3 separate regions of the Sus scrofa genome follow, and regions 1 and 3 are each linked to region 2. The links are chromatin contacts, called in public HiChIP or PLAC-seq maps. All regions are on one chromosome and are shown on one strand. The core of a region is the stretch at or near the end of the contact, and the rest is flanking DNA. Distances in the headings are between cores, read along the strand shown.

Region 1 (4,797 bases), core at 1,699-4,198, 110 kb after region 2:
TGCAGCTTGGAGTCAATCCCTAGCCCAGGAATTTCCATATGCTGTGGTTGTGGCCATAACAAAAATCACTGAGTAAATGAATGAGGAGAGAGTTTCAGAGGAAGACCTCTAAGACAAGCCAGGAGAAGGCAGGTAGGAGCTCACTGGAACCATGAAGAGAGCAGCTGGAGGAAAGCCCAACTGCAACGGGTTGAGGAATGAATAGGAGATGAGGCCCTAGTGCAACCTGACCGCCAAGAACTGAGTAAAGAAAGGATCCCTAAGAGTCTGTTTCTAGACTTTGCTACTGTTTTGCGTTGTTTTGAAGATTGAGAGAGAGATGAATAAGGAAAGAGCCAGAAGAGAATGAGAGGTTAAAAATGCAAAAAAAGGAAATAGATGGAGCAAGGACCTGGAGGTGCTGAGAGGAGAGAGGGTCAGGAGCAGAGAAGCAGGGATGACTTAGAGCCGGAGGGAAAAGGACCACATCATCTGCTGAGATGGGAAGCAGGGAGCAAAGGATGGGTCTGGATGGCAGTAAGAGGATCTGAGGGATGAGACAGTTCCTGTTCTGACAATGATTTTATCAACTGAGCAACAAGTGAGGTCATTTGCTGAAAGGTGATGAGCAGCTGCTGGCCCGGGGGCCTTGAAAATGGGGAGGAGGTCTGGAATAAACACAAGGGGGCTGAGAGAGGGAGCAGAGCAAGGACAAAATGTCTAGTGAAACTGATGGTCCAGCTATACTGGAATGCTAGTTTGAAGCATTGTGATGTGGGGTTCCCCCCTGAACCAGGAGTTCAGGTAAGGAAGTGGAAAAGGCAGATTGTGAAACTGACAGAGGGTTGGATTCTTCCCAAGATGTACAAGAACAGGATGTCAAAGAATTTGAGAGAAACTGGGTAGACAAGAAGGAGAGGTTAGGTAAGGCCTCGTTTACTCAAAGTAGATTGAAATCCTCAAATTAGGGGATTGCCAGGGAAAAAATACTACTTCCCAGTATCCTTTGGAGCTAAATGTGACATGTGGTAAAGTCTGAGTCCAAGAGATATACATAGAAGCACTACATGGGCTTTCTGGGAAGTCTCCTTGAAAAGGTAGGGGTTTGCTGTTCTTCCTCTCTTTCTCTGTCTTGATGCTGGCATTTAGATGAGATGGCTAGAGCTCTAGAAATTATTTTGGAACATGGAGGCAAATCCTATAACCTAGGGATGATGGAGGAATTAATTTGAAAGAACCATAGGTCCCTGATGGTCTTGGAGCTGATATGGGTGATTCAGCCATATCACCCCTGAATCCTGTTCTGGATCTCTTTTATAGGAAAGGGAGGTAAATTTCTATCTTGATTAAATCATAATTTTTCAGACCTCTTTCACTCTAGCTGAACAAAAGTCTAACGAAAATAGTGTGTATATACAGCAGCTGGAGCACACACAGCACTGCCTTGGAAGAGCATGTTAACCCTCCACCATGTAATCCTTAAGAAGGGAACATCTTTTATAGTAAATAAGGAAGCACTGATCTTTTTAGAAGATTATAGATTGCTCTTGATATGGATGAGAGGAAACAAAGTTAAGACTTGGACTCCTTCATTAAATTTATTTAAAATAAAGCAAAATAAAGCCACATGGATATTATTACTTTTCTCTCATCACACTAAGCAGTCTTCATTGCAGTTTTTATAAAGAAACATATTAAAATTAATGACAATATTAACACCCAAGATGACACATTTCCGTTGTCTTATGCTTTTTTTCCTCCCTTTCCCTGAAGGGTCAGAATTCCCATCAGTCAGCATAAAATGGTTTATGCCCAAGCCTAGTAAATCACTTGTATCAGGTTGTTTTTAAAGTGACTAAACAGCTGTAGTTTTCAAGGTCGGCCAAATCATCTGCCAGGGTCACATGTGTTTCACATGTCAAGTAACGTATATGGGTTCCACTCCACGCAGGGTTGTATGGAAAAAGACATTTGCAAACAAGTGATCTGAAGCCATGTTTCCAAACAGCTGCTATGGTTATGAGCCTAAGAGTTACTACTGTAAACCATTTGAGTGTAAGACTATATTTCCAATCACTCAAAAAGAATATTCATGACAAATCACAGTGTCCACACGAAGAAGGTCAGCTTCCAATCTTAAGGACACTCGATAAATATTCAAGTAGGAGAAAAAGTAATTTAGTTGATAACTGTTACCATTATCATCATGAACTTGTTCATGTGCAAGTGGGAAGAACATGTACTGGATAAAGAACACCAACTGAACACATAATTAAAATGAAACCTAGTTAAACAGCTAAAGAGAAAGGATTTCAAGGAAGGAGACTTGACTAATCTTCTTCTAATTCTTGCTCCAGGCAACACTGACTGGAAGCAAAAGACAGGACTCCCGGATGCTAATAACTCTCTTAACAAGCTTGAGTAATTGGTATCGCAGACACAGACAGAGGGATGAAACCAAGAGGGGCTGGCCTCAGGATTTAAGGATTTTACAAACAGAAAAACTTTTAAAAAATTCACATTTTAGCTCAGAGCATAGAGATGTCTGGTTCCAACCGAGGGAAGGAAAAGCATAAGGATTTTCAGGAGGAACTCCTCCACTGGGATCTCCCAACTCAAAAGAGATAACTGGCTTTGAATTGTGGCTCTTAGAGTAAATTTTTATTGAGTTCTCATAATGTTCTTGGTATCTGCTCTTCAAAGCCCATGATCAGTCTCTTCATCTTGTTTATATTTACTCATCCTACGTGATTGTTCATGTGTGGTATGGTATGCTGAATGAAGAAGATTGCCTTCTGATCATTTAACTCCCCACTGCAGGTTTCCAGGCTAGTTTCTGTATTTCTGTATTTTAGCAAAATCCTAGGCACCTCTAAGTCAGAGGAATAGTGTGGACAGGCATAGACAAATACCCTCTCTAGCTAAGTATGGGCTCTTGTCAAGCTGGAAAAGGTCTCTCAGCTCTGAGTCACTTATACAATCGAGTCCCTGAATATGTTTCTGTCCCTAATATTTTGTTGCTCCAGGCAACCATCAAGTCCACATGAAGACTTTTGCCAACTGGAGAGATGACTAGCCAGGGGAGTCAGAATTTTCTTTTAACTCTTTGTTGAAAATGCAAAACAGCAAATGGTGTCAAGAGTATTCTCTCAAGAGCCACACTGGAAAAAGTAGAATTCATATACCAACTTAGTATATCTTTTATTCACTTTTTAGGGGAATATAACTAAAGAAAATAAAGGGAATTAGAAGCATGAATTTTTTAAAACAGTAAAACATTATACAAAGATTTAACTGAGTCCTTAGATATTATCTCACCTAATATCCTCATTTTATTGAAGAAAAAACAGGTTAAATTACTGACAAAAGTTTTAAACAGGAAGCTAAGTGACAGAGCTGGGATTATAGCTCTGGCCCTTAAACCCTGAGGTCATTGATCTTTCCACAAGTTTCACAAGCTAAGTGCCAGATGCTGAGCAAGGAATGTTAATAAATCACAAGCACTCACCTCTCTTTTGTAATAGCAAATGGTTCTGGGTGAAAAGGTCTATTTTACTGGGATGCTGGAAGCAATCCTAAATCTCCAAGGTTAGGTAGTGATCATCCATTAACTCCCACATTATAAAAGTCTAGCCAGGTGGGCCATGTAACTAACTCTATAGTATGTGGGAAATGTTCAAGGTCCATCACTGCTTATTATTGTCTGAATTTGATCTTTGGCTCTTCTGAATTCTTATACTTCCTCTCTGTGACACAATCCTGGGACTAAGATTCTTGGTGCCTTTTTCTTAGGTACAATTGTATCTTGCTAAATTCTTGAGATGAGACTATATCTTATTCATTTCTGTTTCCTTGAAACCCAGAGCAAAGAATTAAACATACTTTCCTATTGTATAGCACAGGGAACTATGTCCAACCGTTTGTGATAGAACATAACAGAAGATAATATGAGAAATAGAATGTACATACATATATATATATATATGTATTAACTGGGTCACTTTGTTATACAACAGACAATGACACAACAGTGTAAATCAACTATACTTTAATAAAAAATTTTTTAAAGAATTAAACACTTTCCCTGAAACACAGAGCACAGAATTAAATATACCTTTGTTGATCACTTAATGATAAATCAGTATTCATTTTATTAGTTCTAGTAGTACAGTAACAATTTACTTATCCAGCGATGAGTAATCCAGAGATTTGCATTATTTTATTCTTTACACCTAGTAAGTAGGTGAAAAGAACTCCACAACAGGCAAGTAAATTGATTTCAAAAAACATATTTGTGACATGCATTAAATATAATGTGAGGAAAAAAGAATGTATACATGTATGTGTGACTGGGTCACCTTGCTGTACAGTAGGAAAAAAAAAATAATGTATTGAGGAAGTAAAAATAAATAAATAAATATCCTAAAGCCCTTCCTTAAAGATGGATTGCCCTCAAATTCATTACTATTTGGAGTTAATTTGCTCTCACTCTAGGCTCGATGCAATGGCTTTGTAACCTGGTTTGTCAAGGAGGAAGGAGCAGCAGATCAAAGAAGATGGCACCAAGGGTAGGGTCAGTAGCAACAACCCAAAGTAACCACTGGGAGCAGCAGATGAAACACTAAAGTGTAGCAAAGTTAGGGGCCCTTTATAGTACGGGGAGAGCTCATAGATCCTTCGGTATTTGTGAATGACAGAGAAGTATAAAAGTAGACATGCGTAATGATGACCAGAGCCAGTAAAAATGATTTAATTACTTTCAGTGCACGTCTTCAAGGGCTTAAGAATGAGCCTAACACCTTTTAAAGATTTTCATTA
Region 2 (4,649 bases), core at 1,492-3,991:
ACTGGCAGAGGAGCCTTGGTGTCTCCGAGCTTTCGGGGGAGAGCCCGAGGGGCGGCACAAAGAGGGTTATTTATGACCCGCGCAACTGTTTCTGTGGGTTGGGGTTTTAAGGTTACTGAGGATTCGTTTCTGAGGATTTAGGATCTACCTACTTCAAGTGGACAGGGTGACTGTGGGAATCAAAAGTATTTTCATTAAAACCAGACTCTCTATACCCAGCCCAGCCCCTGCTAGGTTCCAGAAGTCTAAATTTGGGGATACACATAAACAGGCAAACAAAAACATACAATGTTGTGGGTCGGAAAGCTTTACAATTCACAGATTTGACAATGTGCTATATTTTCACATTGACAATTGTCGTAAGAGTTATCTTACCGGAACAGCAATGTGGCTGCACTCGGGCCATGGGAAATTTACACCTGTTATGCATACGTCCTTCCAAGTCAGTCAATGGAATTGCAAATCAAGGAGCAGGATGGTATTGGGAAGTCAAGGGAAAGAGTATCTGTTGTCATTATGCACAGAATAAAGCTTACAAAGGGGAGAAGATGAAAACACCACATCCAAAGGCATGTTATGGAAGCAGTTTCTATTTACAAAAGCTGACCCTGGGGCAGTTCTACAGTAAGGGATCAATTGCAGAGAAAGTCACTGTATTACATGCAGATGAGCATACCTTACAGAGGGGTAAAAATCCAAACTCTCTAGAGTCGTTTTACAAAACTTTATTATTGTCAATTAGAAAGAATGCATTGAAGAGCTTACATGAAGTTGGTGAGATTCTTCTTCTTTGTCTTCGAATCAAATCTACAGGTATTGGAGAAGAGATTCTATGCTTGAAATTTAGACTCCATAAATGATCAGCGGCACAACCAAAAATTTCATGGACAGAATCTCAGGCTTCTGGGATTTTTCAGAGAGGTTTTTATATAAAATTTGTAAAAGTTAGAATAACTTTCAAAATATTTGTTACATGGGCCATGTGGCTCACTGTTATCAATGATTCTTGAACTATTTGCTATTCACTTTGAGAATTCTAGGTTAAAAATTGTCTTTTATTCCACTTTTTTTTTTTTTTTTCTGTACCAATCTCTGTAAAGTATACTTCAGGTGAACAAAAAACTGCCTAAACCCTGCCGAGTGAACTAAAGTGTAAGACTGGAGCTTTCCCAACAAGAGAGGAAGAGCCTCATAAATCATAAGTATAAAATATCTGTATAGCCTTTCCTTTGAGTATAGGAATATAAAAATATAACGGGCTTGTTATAAAATTTGAAACATTACACAAAGTTGTAACAAAGAAAGTTCCTTGTAATCCCATACCCTAAAGATCACACATAACAATTAAGCCTATGACCATAACACGTTTTCATTTTACTTAACATCTGCCATAAGCAACTACAGCATTACCTAGTTGGGATGGTAGTATAGGTACTATTGGTTTTGTTTTGGCCTTTTTCTTCCCTCTAGTGGTATAAAATCAGGATGTAGGAATTTTTAAAAGAAAATTAACTTATTTTAGGTGATTTGAACCACCCATAGTTAGCATATCCAGTGGGTTGAAGATGCATAACTCCTGTATCTAGGATTACTCACTGCCATCTTGCCAGTCACTGGTTATATCCAGAAGACAGGAATCCCCTCTCCACACCTCAATGGCTTAGTGTTCTACATTCCTCTCCCCTGCTCTCCAACTTTTCCAAAGTCTGAGCACCAGGGGTTCGATCCCTGCCCTTGCTCAGTGGGTTAACGATCCGGCATTGCCATGAGCTGTGGGGTAGGTCGCAGACGCGGCTCGGATCCCGCGTTGCTGTGGCTCTGGCGTAGGCCGGTCGCTACAGCTCCAATTTGACTCCTAGCCTGGGAACCTCCATATGCTGGGGGAGCAGCCCAAGAAATGGCAAAAAGCCAAAAAAAAAAAAAAAAGAAAAAAAGCCCTCTCCCCCCAAAAAACAGCTTAAAAAAATGTAGTCTGTGTATCTATTTTAAACTCTAACTACTTCTGCATGAGTCTGGAGAAAGAAAAAAGAAAAAAGAAAAAAAAATGACCAGAGCACATTTACATACCAACAAGTAAGAAAATAATTACTAACTACAGAGCAAAGAACAGTTTGTTCTATAAAACTGTTGCTCAAATAAAGAATTACTGTTGATATTAGCGTAGAGCTGAATATTCTACTTTCACCAAATTCCTAGGTTTATAAGCAACATGGCTAGCCACAGTTTTTCAGTCAGTTTTAAAGCTTAACTTTTAGGAATTTTAACCCCAAATGTTCTGAGACATTGAGTAACTGACCTTTTCATCCCTTCTAAAAAAGCCTCGATGTGGAATTGCCAGCTATCCTACAGGAAATTGAGTCATCACACCAAACAACACACCTAAATGTCACCGATACTTGCAGGACAAAAACAGTGAGCTGGTTTAATTTTGGGTTTTACCAAGAACTTACACTGCATTCATTAATAAAATACTTTTCTCCCTGGAGAGCAGTAGTCACTATGGCACTACCTGAAAATATATGAAAACTCTTCTATTTCCCTGTCCAAAATCTTTCTAGGTCAAGGAACTACAGGGAGAAACTGCCTAATCAACCACTGTTGGCTAAATTCCACAAAAGCCAGGAGAGGACGATGGAAGAGCAACTGAGAAATAACTTGAGCCGTTGCAAGTCCCCTCCTACGGTAGCATTGGTTTCCTTCAAGGCCCCCTTGAACTATGTAACACCCGTGATTCTGCTCAGGATCTTCTGTGAACAAACAGTCCTCAATTCTTGCAGGCCAGCACTTGGCTTCCGTCATTGTGATGCGATCAAGGGTTCCCCTGACACATGGCCTGAAATGGTGCCAGGGGCTCCAAGGGAAGATGCTGAAGCAGCAGCTTCCTCTCGAAAAGGAAAAAAAGCAATCACCTCAGAGCCACAACAGTGAGCTGGAGGCTGAGGTTGTTTTCTTCTGAAACGTTCAGCCGTTTACCCTTACTCACAGCTTACAGCGATGGTGACCATTGAGGTAAAAGGATCCACTCTATGTGATGTGTGACTGTGTGGATGTCAGTTTCTCTGCCAGCAGTTGACTGATTATAGGTCTGTATAAAGTTGTCATAACCCCTACACAGACCTATTGGTGTAAATGAAGAGAACCAGTCAAAACAAAATGTCACTTACTTTGGATACCATTTGCTTCCACTTAATTCAAAAATATAAATACGAACGCTGATGGCTGATTCATACTTTTCCTAAAATTAAATGGAAAACAACAACCCTTTATCAAACAGGTAGGACTGGAGGAAAACGATTTCCATTCCACCATGTATTGCTTTGAGCTGTCACTGCCTGAATTTACTACATCAAGGATTTGTGCACTTTAGCTCTAACTTTTGTTGACTTTTTTTTTTTTTCTCTCTATACATTTTATCTGATGGGAAATACATGAAGGAGTTGGATTCACTTTCAATGTGTATGTGTAACAGGTTTAAGCAGAGCTTGCCAGTGGCAAGCTACTCTCATTTCCAAGTGTAGTTCCGGCGTCAGGTTCTTGTTTTGAAATCATAGGAAATACATAAAGTTTCACTTACTACTTCAAAAAACCTCCAAAGGAAAGGTGTACATATTTTTGTGAGTTTTTTCCTTGTCTTCTGACTATCTTTGATTTTTTTTTCCCCTGGGGCTGCTGAAGGCTCCAATAGAATTATGTTAATGAAATAAACATAAGATTGGGTTGTATTGACTTCTAGTATCTTCAGTAATTTCAGGAACATTTAACACCAGATATGTACCATGCACCTTATCAGAGTCAGAGTCTGCAAAAACAAGACACATTAAAGAATGTGTCCCTTATCCAAGGAAAGCCTAGTGTCCCGGGTATAGTTGGTTTTAGCATACTCTACTGTAGAAAGTATTGCGAAAGAAGGAAGCGTGTACACTATGGGAGAATAACAGAAGGCAATTTAAATCAGAGGTGGAGTGGGAAGGGGCTAAGTCCTAAAAAATGAAACAAGTGATGAGGGTGAGAAGATTTTTTAAGAGAAACAATATGAACGAGCACATGGGCCTGAGGTCAAAGGCTGTGTGTGTGTGTAGGGAAAGGACCTCCCATGGAGTCTTGCTCAGGGGGAAAGAGGCTAGAGAAATCTGCAGACTCTGGTCATGGAAGTCTTGTCAGGCATTTCCAAGTCAGGGCTTTGGGCTGAATCTTTAAGAGGAGGAGCCTTGATAAGTGATTCATGGTACTGTGTGATTTAGGATCAGGTTTTATTGAGATGGCAAATTCTAGGGCTCTGCAATAAATGGATTGAAGGAGGGAAGGCTGAAGTCAGTGAGACCATTATCTTCAGCCATTTTATTGGTAAAATAAAATTAATAATTTAAAGAATATTTGCACCTCTGATGATTATTCTTATCTAAAACAATCTAAGTATTAAAATTCGACACAGGCATATGCTCCCATAATATGTCAGGCCTGAAGAGAAGGACTGCCCAATTAGACGTTTGCAGGAATAGACCTCTTGCTTTCAAAAGCTAAAACTTCTGAAATTGCAATCATACTGTATTCCTCATAACTGTATCTGCCAGATTTTCTTTCAGCGAGAATGTGAGAAATGTTTGGCAAGGCTACTTACTACAGAAGCTAAGACTTTAAGGAGCCCTAGT
Region 3 (4,396 bases), core at 1,416-3,915, 84 kb after region 2:
ATGCTTCTAGTTTTGGGTTACAGCAGTTCAGGGAGATTGAGCTATTTTGTTTCCATGGCTCATTAAGCTAGGGGTAGGCTGGTGTCCATAACCAAATTCGCTGCATTTATTCTTCCTCCCTCCTATGAAATGAGGCCAGACCTTAGGGAAAAGAAAGATGAAAAAATACCCTGGAGTCCATGGTAATTCTGCCCATAAAGGAAATTAACACACCTGAAAAGGATTAAATCCTTTTTCCTTTTCTAAATGAGCCCCTTCCTTAAGCTTCCTCTGTCAATTGACTGCCAACCCTATTTGCTAATTCTCATCCCTCATCAGGCTCACTAGGACTTCCTGTTGCAAATTGGTGCTCAGTGAATTTGAGCCTGATGTCTCCCAAACACACCCAGGCTGGGGGCTTTCTTCTAGGATGTTTGGTGCAAAGGGCACCTAGACATCACCAGGGAATGGTCCCTCGCAGTGGGCTGGGAGTGTTCCAGGCCTGAGAAGGGAATAGCAAGAGACAAAAGGAATCTGTAGGTAGAAAGGAGGGGGAAAGGGTTTTGGCTTTTTTTTTTTTTTTTTTGCTGGAGGAAATGATCTGGACTGAGAATAACGGATAACCACAGGAGGGGATGGGTGGGGCAGGATGGGGGGATGACAGACACACCGACAGGAACAGCAACAACCTGGGGAGACAAGTCAGAACATCTGTAATCAAGGCAACACTGCAGAAAAGGTGAAGAGAATGTAAACATTTTAGTTTGTGTTGTGTTGACAGGATTAACCTCAAAGTCAGTACTTTTATCCTTTTTTGCCAACAAAAGCCTTGGGAGAAGGCTCTGGCCTCTGCCTCCTCATCCCCACCCAGCTCTCACCTCATCACCCAGGGCACCTTCACACACTCAGGCTCCTGCAACTGGATGGGGGTGGGGTGGGGGCTCTGATCCCTCTCAGGCACAACCCAGGACATGCTAAGATCTTGGGACTGTAGGTCCAGAATTCTTTCTTTTTTGATGGTAAGAAAAAGTATTTGGAAGGAAGGAAGGGAGAGGAGGAGAGAAGGCAGGAGAGAAGGAGGGAGGAAAAGGGGGAGGAAGAAAAGAAATACTCTATTTCTAAGTCTCTGTTACAAAACCAAAATGAAAACCAAACAACGATAGCCAATGTCAGCCAGGTTACAATGATTTACCTGGGTCCTTTCAAACAGAGCGACCAATAGTATCACATGGCTAATTAGGCATCTTTCCATTAATGCACTAAGTGTAAACAGTAAAGGTGCTTTGCAAACTCCTTTTCCCTGTATTTATTTACTCAGTCATATGAGATGAGGAAGCCCGTCTTAAGGCTTAACATTTGTTCTTTTTTTTTAAGAACAAATAGGAGGAAGAGGAGGGTGCTCCCTCAGATACTGTTTGTGTATTTGAAAGGAGTGCTGCTTGCCACTTCTTCCTTTTCAAAAAAAACACAAGGCCTTTGAGAAGTAAGAACCATTTCTGTGCATCTCTCTCCTGTTCCTTTTTCACCAGTCCATTTCAATAGGAGGTTCAAATAATGCGATTCATTAAGTCCACGTTTTCTGCCAGATTCTGCTTGTGTGCATATGTTCTTTTGTTTCCCTTCTAACATGTCCCCCGGCTCAGAAACCATTCTTTCTGGTATAGTTGAAGGATATGGATATTAAAATCGGAATCAGCAGAAGATTTTATGGTCTTGGGGAGCTGCCAATCAATGCTGTAAAATAAAGCTCTGATATCAAGTCTGTTCTATGGAGTTTTAATATCACTGGGAGGGCGGTGGGTAGGGGTGCTGGAGTGAGGGTGGAGCTGGCAGAACAGTTGGGACTGGGAAAGAGAAGGAAAGGGTGAGATTAATTGCGGAATTTGAAAGCAGGAACAATTTACACCAAAGAATTGTTTTCAAAGACTTCCTAACCTCCAAGACATTTTCCAGTCGAGGTACCCTTTGAATTACATCTGGAGGTGATGTTCTTGGAGCGACCTCTGAAAGCTGAAATCACAACCTGCCCGCAGTGTTCCCTTTGCAAACCCACAACTTTGTCATTTTCTCAGGCAGACACACAAACACTCAAGAGTTCACATCTATGTTGGGGAGGGGAGAGGGAGACTGCTTTGTAGTAGCTCTTTTGAAGTGTTTAATTCCTCCTTTGTAATCTATTCATCAACACACATTTCAAGCATATCAGTTTTAGCTCAACAATTTCATTCTACAGGCTTGTATTTTCTTCTGCGGCTTGGGGCCTCTGTCCAGCACCTGGGTGGCACGGTTTGTTTTCTCCGAATGCAGAACTGTTAACCAAATTAAATTCTTTCTCTCACTTGGCTCCCTCTTTCTCCCACCCTCTACGCCCGCCCCCTGCCCCCCCCCAAAACAATTCAGGCCGAAATGCCCACCGAGGCTGGGCTTAAGCAGTTTCTGTGTGCTGCACACAGGAGCGCCCGCGTGCCTCTCTTTTTCGCATACAGGAAATGCATAAAAGAAAGAAGAGTTCAGCTGGAGCCACCAGCTCCCCCGTCTTTGCTTTCTTCTCTTCCTCCCCTCCCCCCTCCCCCCAAGCACCGGCTTTTAATTTTCAAAAGCACTGCAATTGCTTGGTGTGGTTTCAAGAGCTGGGGTGCCATTCTCCCTGATGATGACTCTGCTGACGTCAATGGCATTCTTATCGTGCCTAGTGCGACATCAGAAACCAGCCCTCAGAGGCTCCTCTTATTCACGGTGTCTGGGCTCTCAGTAAAACGTGGACTGGATTTCAGAAATGAAAGTGACTCACTCCTCTTTGCTAGCAAGCCTTGCGCTCAGCTAGACACCCTTCTTCTGTGCGGCAGATTGCCAGTTAAGACTGTTTCTTAGTGGTCTCTCCTGAAGAGGTTCTCCCCAAAGGAGAAGAGAGGGTTAAGTGAGTCACAGGGCTTCCTCTATGTCCCACCTTTCAGAGATCTGCCCCGTGTGTGTGTGTGTGTGTGTGTGTGTGTGTGTGTGTGTGTGTACACACCTCCTCCAAGTCAAGACTAGCTGACCTACTTTTGATGATTCTTTAGGTTTTACTAAAGCCTTAGATAAGGTGATTTCCCCCTAAACTGTGGACAAGACCCCCTTGGTTAAGCGGTCCTCCTCCCTTGCTTACTCCCTGGGTCATAACTGGAGCCTGGGTCCAAAAATCAAGCCCATTTTCATTTCTCCAGATTGCAGCAAGCAGTCCTCTTTTTAGAACAAAGAAAAAAAAAATAGGTTGAGAGGAACGGGGAAGGAATCATAGCTGATCAACAACAGTAACAGCAATAAAAATAGCTGAATATCAATGATACTTTAATATTTTTCTCTTAATACTCCTGACTTTTTAAGAGGCCTGATCTCAAAGGCTGGAGTTATAAGGTAGCCTAGATGCTACCTTATAAAATCCATCATTCAATTCCCACCCAGTAGTTTTGGGGCAGCTGTTATAGTGATGATGAAACTCATTTGCAGTGGAGTTTATTATGGTCCAAATGTACCCCCAAAACATTTCAGAAATGTCTCCAGTTCAAATCTAGATGTTTAAGGAGTCAAGGTCATTTAACAAGATGACAGAATGGTACATATCTAGGTAGCTTTCATCTTCCCAATCTCTGATGGAGGCAAATCAAAGTGGATTGGTATCCACCAACCAAATAACACTGGTTCCTCTTGAAGATTACTGAGCCACCCATAATTAGGAGCAACTGTACTGGGAAGAAGCCATTTAGCTATGAATGCAATGCACAATCATTCCTTCCACCTAGAACTATTTAGAATCACAAAATTAAAGGGGTATTGACTTACATCTGTTTTAACCCTTTCACTTTCATGTAAGGAAACTGAGGCTCAGAGCTGGTTGATGACTTGTTCAAAGTCAGGCAACTATTACGCTTCTGGGCTGATAAACTACCTCACCCTAATGGTATGTTCTCTCCATGACAACACTTTGCTCCTGATTATTTAAAGCCCAAACCCATTTTGCCTAGGACGTTACCATTTTTCATACAATCGTGAAGAATAATTCTGAGTCGCTTGATTAAAGTGCGTTTCCAGGAATTTTTAGATGAACAGAATCCTAATAACTGCCTTTTTGTGTTTACAGTAAGTTCCACAACTAGTGAAAAGATTATTAAATAGAATGGAACAAAATAACATATACATGAAATCCAGGTGGTTAAAAAAAAAAAAAATACTGATAGAGCCTGGGAAGAAAAAGCAGAGATTTATCTGGGTTCCAAATATGTGAGCCCCTTGCACCCAGGCATCTTTCTGCCTCATTTACTACCTGACTTCCAGCCAGCTGATTGTAATGTTACAATCCTAACGTAATTCATTCAATCCCTGATTCTAGCCATCGCCTTAATGTTTCCTTCCTTCCACCTAAGATCTTCAGAGTTCCCTG

Evidence for each region. HiChIP or PLAC-seq counts read pairs in DNA pulled down with a chosen protein or histone mark.
Region 1: an H3K27ac HiChIP or PLAC-seq map of skeletal muscle shows a contact between it and region 2. The contact joins two enhancer-like sites. A contact is called at or near these places in 5 of 47 Hi-C or Micro-C datasets (alveolar macrophages, embryonic fibroblasts, heart right ventricle and 1 more) and 1 of 2 datasets of contacts at active chromatin or transcription factors (skeletal muscle).
Region 3: a contact with region 2 is called in an H3K27ac HiChIP or PLAC-seq map of skeletal muscle. The contact joins two enhancer-like sites. A contact is called at or near these places in 8 of 47 Hi-C or Micro-C datasets (alveolar macrophages, brain, embryonic fibroblasts and 4 more) and 2 of 2 datasets of contacts at active chromatin or transcription factors (alveolar macrophages and skeletal muscle).

What each region holds. Positions count from the first base shown.
Region 1 is chr16:38,066,998-38,071,794 of Sscrofa11.1, forward strand. All of the region lies in intron 9 of PDE4D (cAMP-specific 3',5'-cyclic phosphodiesterase 4D), which reads right to left. Among named protein-coding and RNA genes, the nearest start is that of MIR582, 510 kb to the right of the region's middle. Within about 2 kb of position 2,949, at least 7 of the 83 cell types and tissues checked have an H3K27ac peak or open chromatin away from gene starts, as enhancers often do. A contact at or near this core is called in skeletal muscle, where this site is marked.
Region 2 is chr16:37,952,325-37,956,973 of Sscrofa11.1, forward strand. All of the region lies in intron 9 of PDE4D (cAMP-specific 3',5'-cyclic phosphodiesterase 4D), which reads right to left. Among named protein-coding and RNA genes, the nearest start is that of RAB3C, 540 kb to the left of the region's middle. Within about 2 kb of position 2,742, at least 7 of the 83 cell types and tissues checked have an H3K27ac peak or open chromatin away from gene starts, as enhancers often do. A contact at or near this core is called in skeletal muscle, where this site is marked.
Region 3 is chr16:38,036,721-38,041,116 of Sscrofa11.1, forward strand. The region is part of intron 9 of PDE4D (cAMP-specific 3',5'-cyclic phosphodiesterase 4D); the gene reads right to left. Among named protein-coding and RNA genes, the nearest start is that of MIR582, 540 kb to the right of the region's middle. Within about 2 kb of position 2,666, at least 67 of the 83 cell types and tissues checked have an H3K27ac peak or open chromatin away from gene starts, as enhancers often do. A contact at or near this core is called in skeletal muscle, where this site is marked.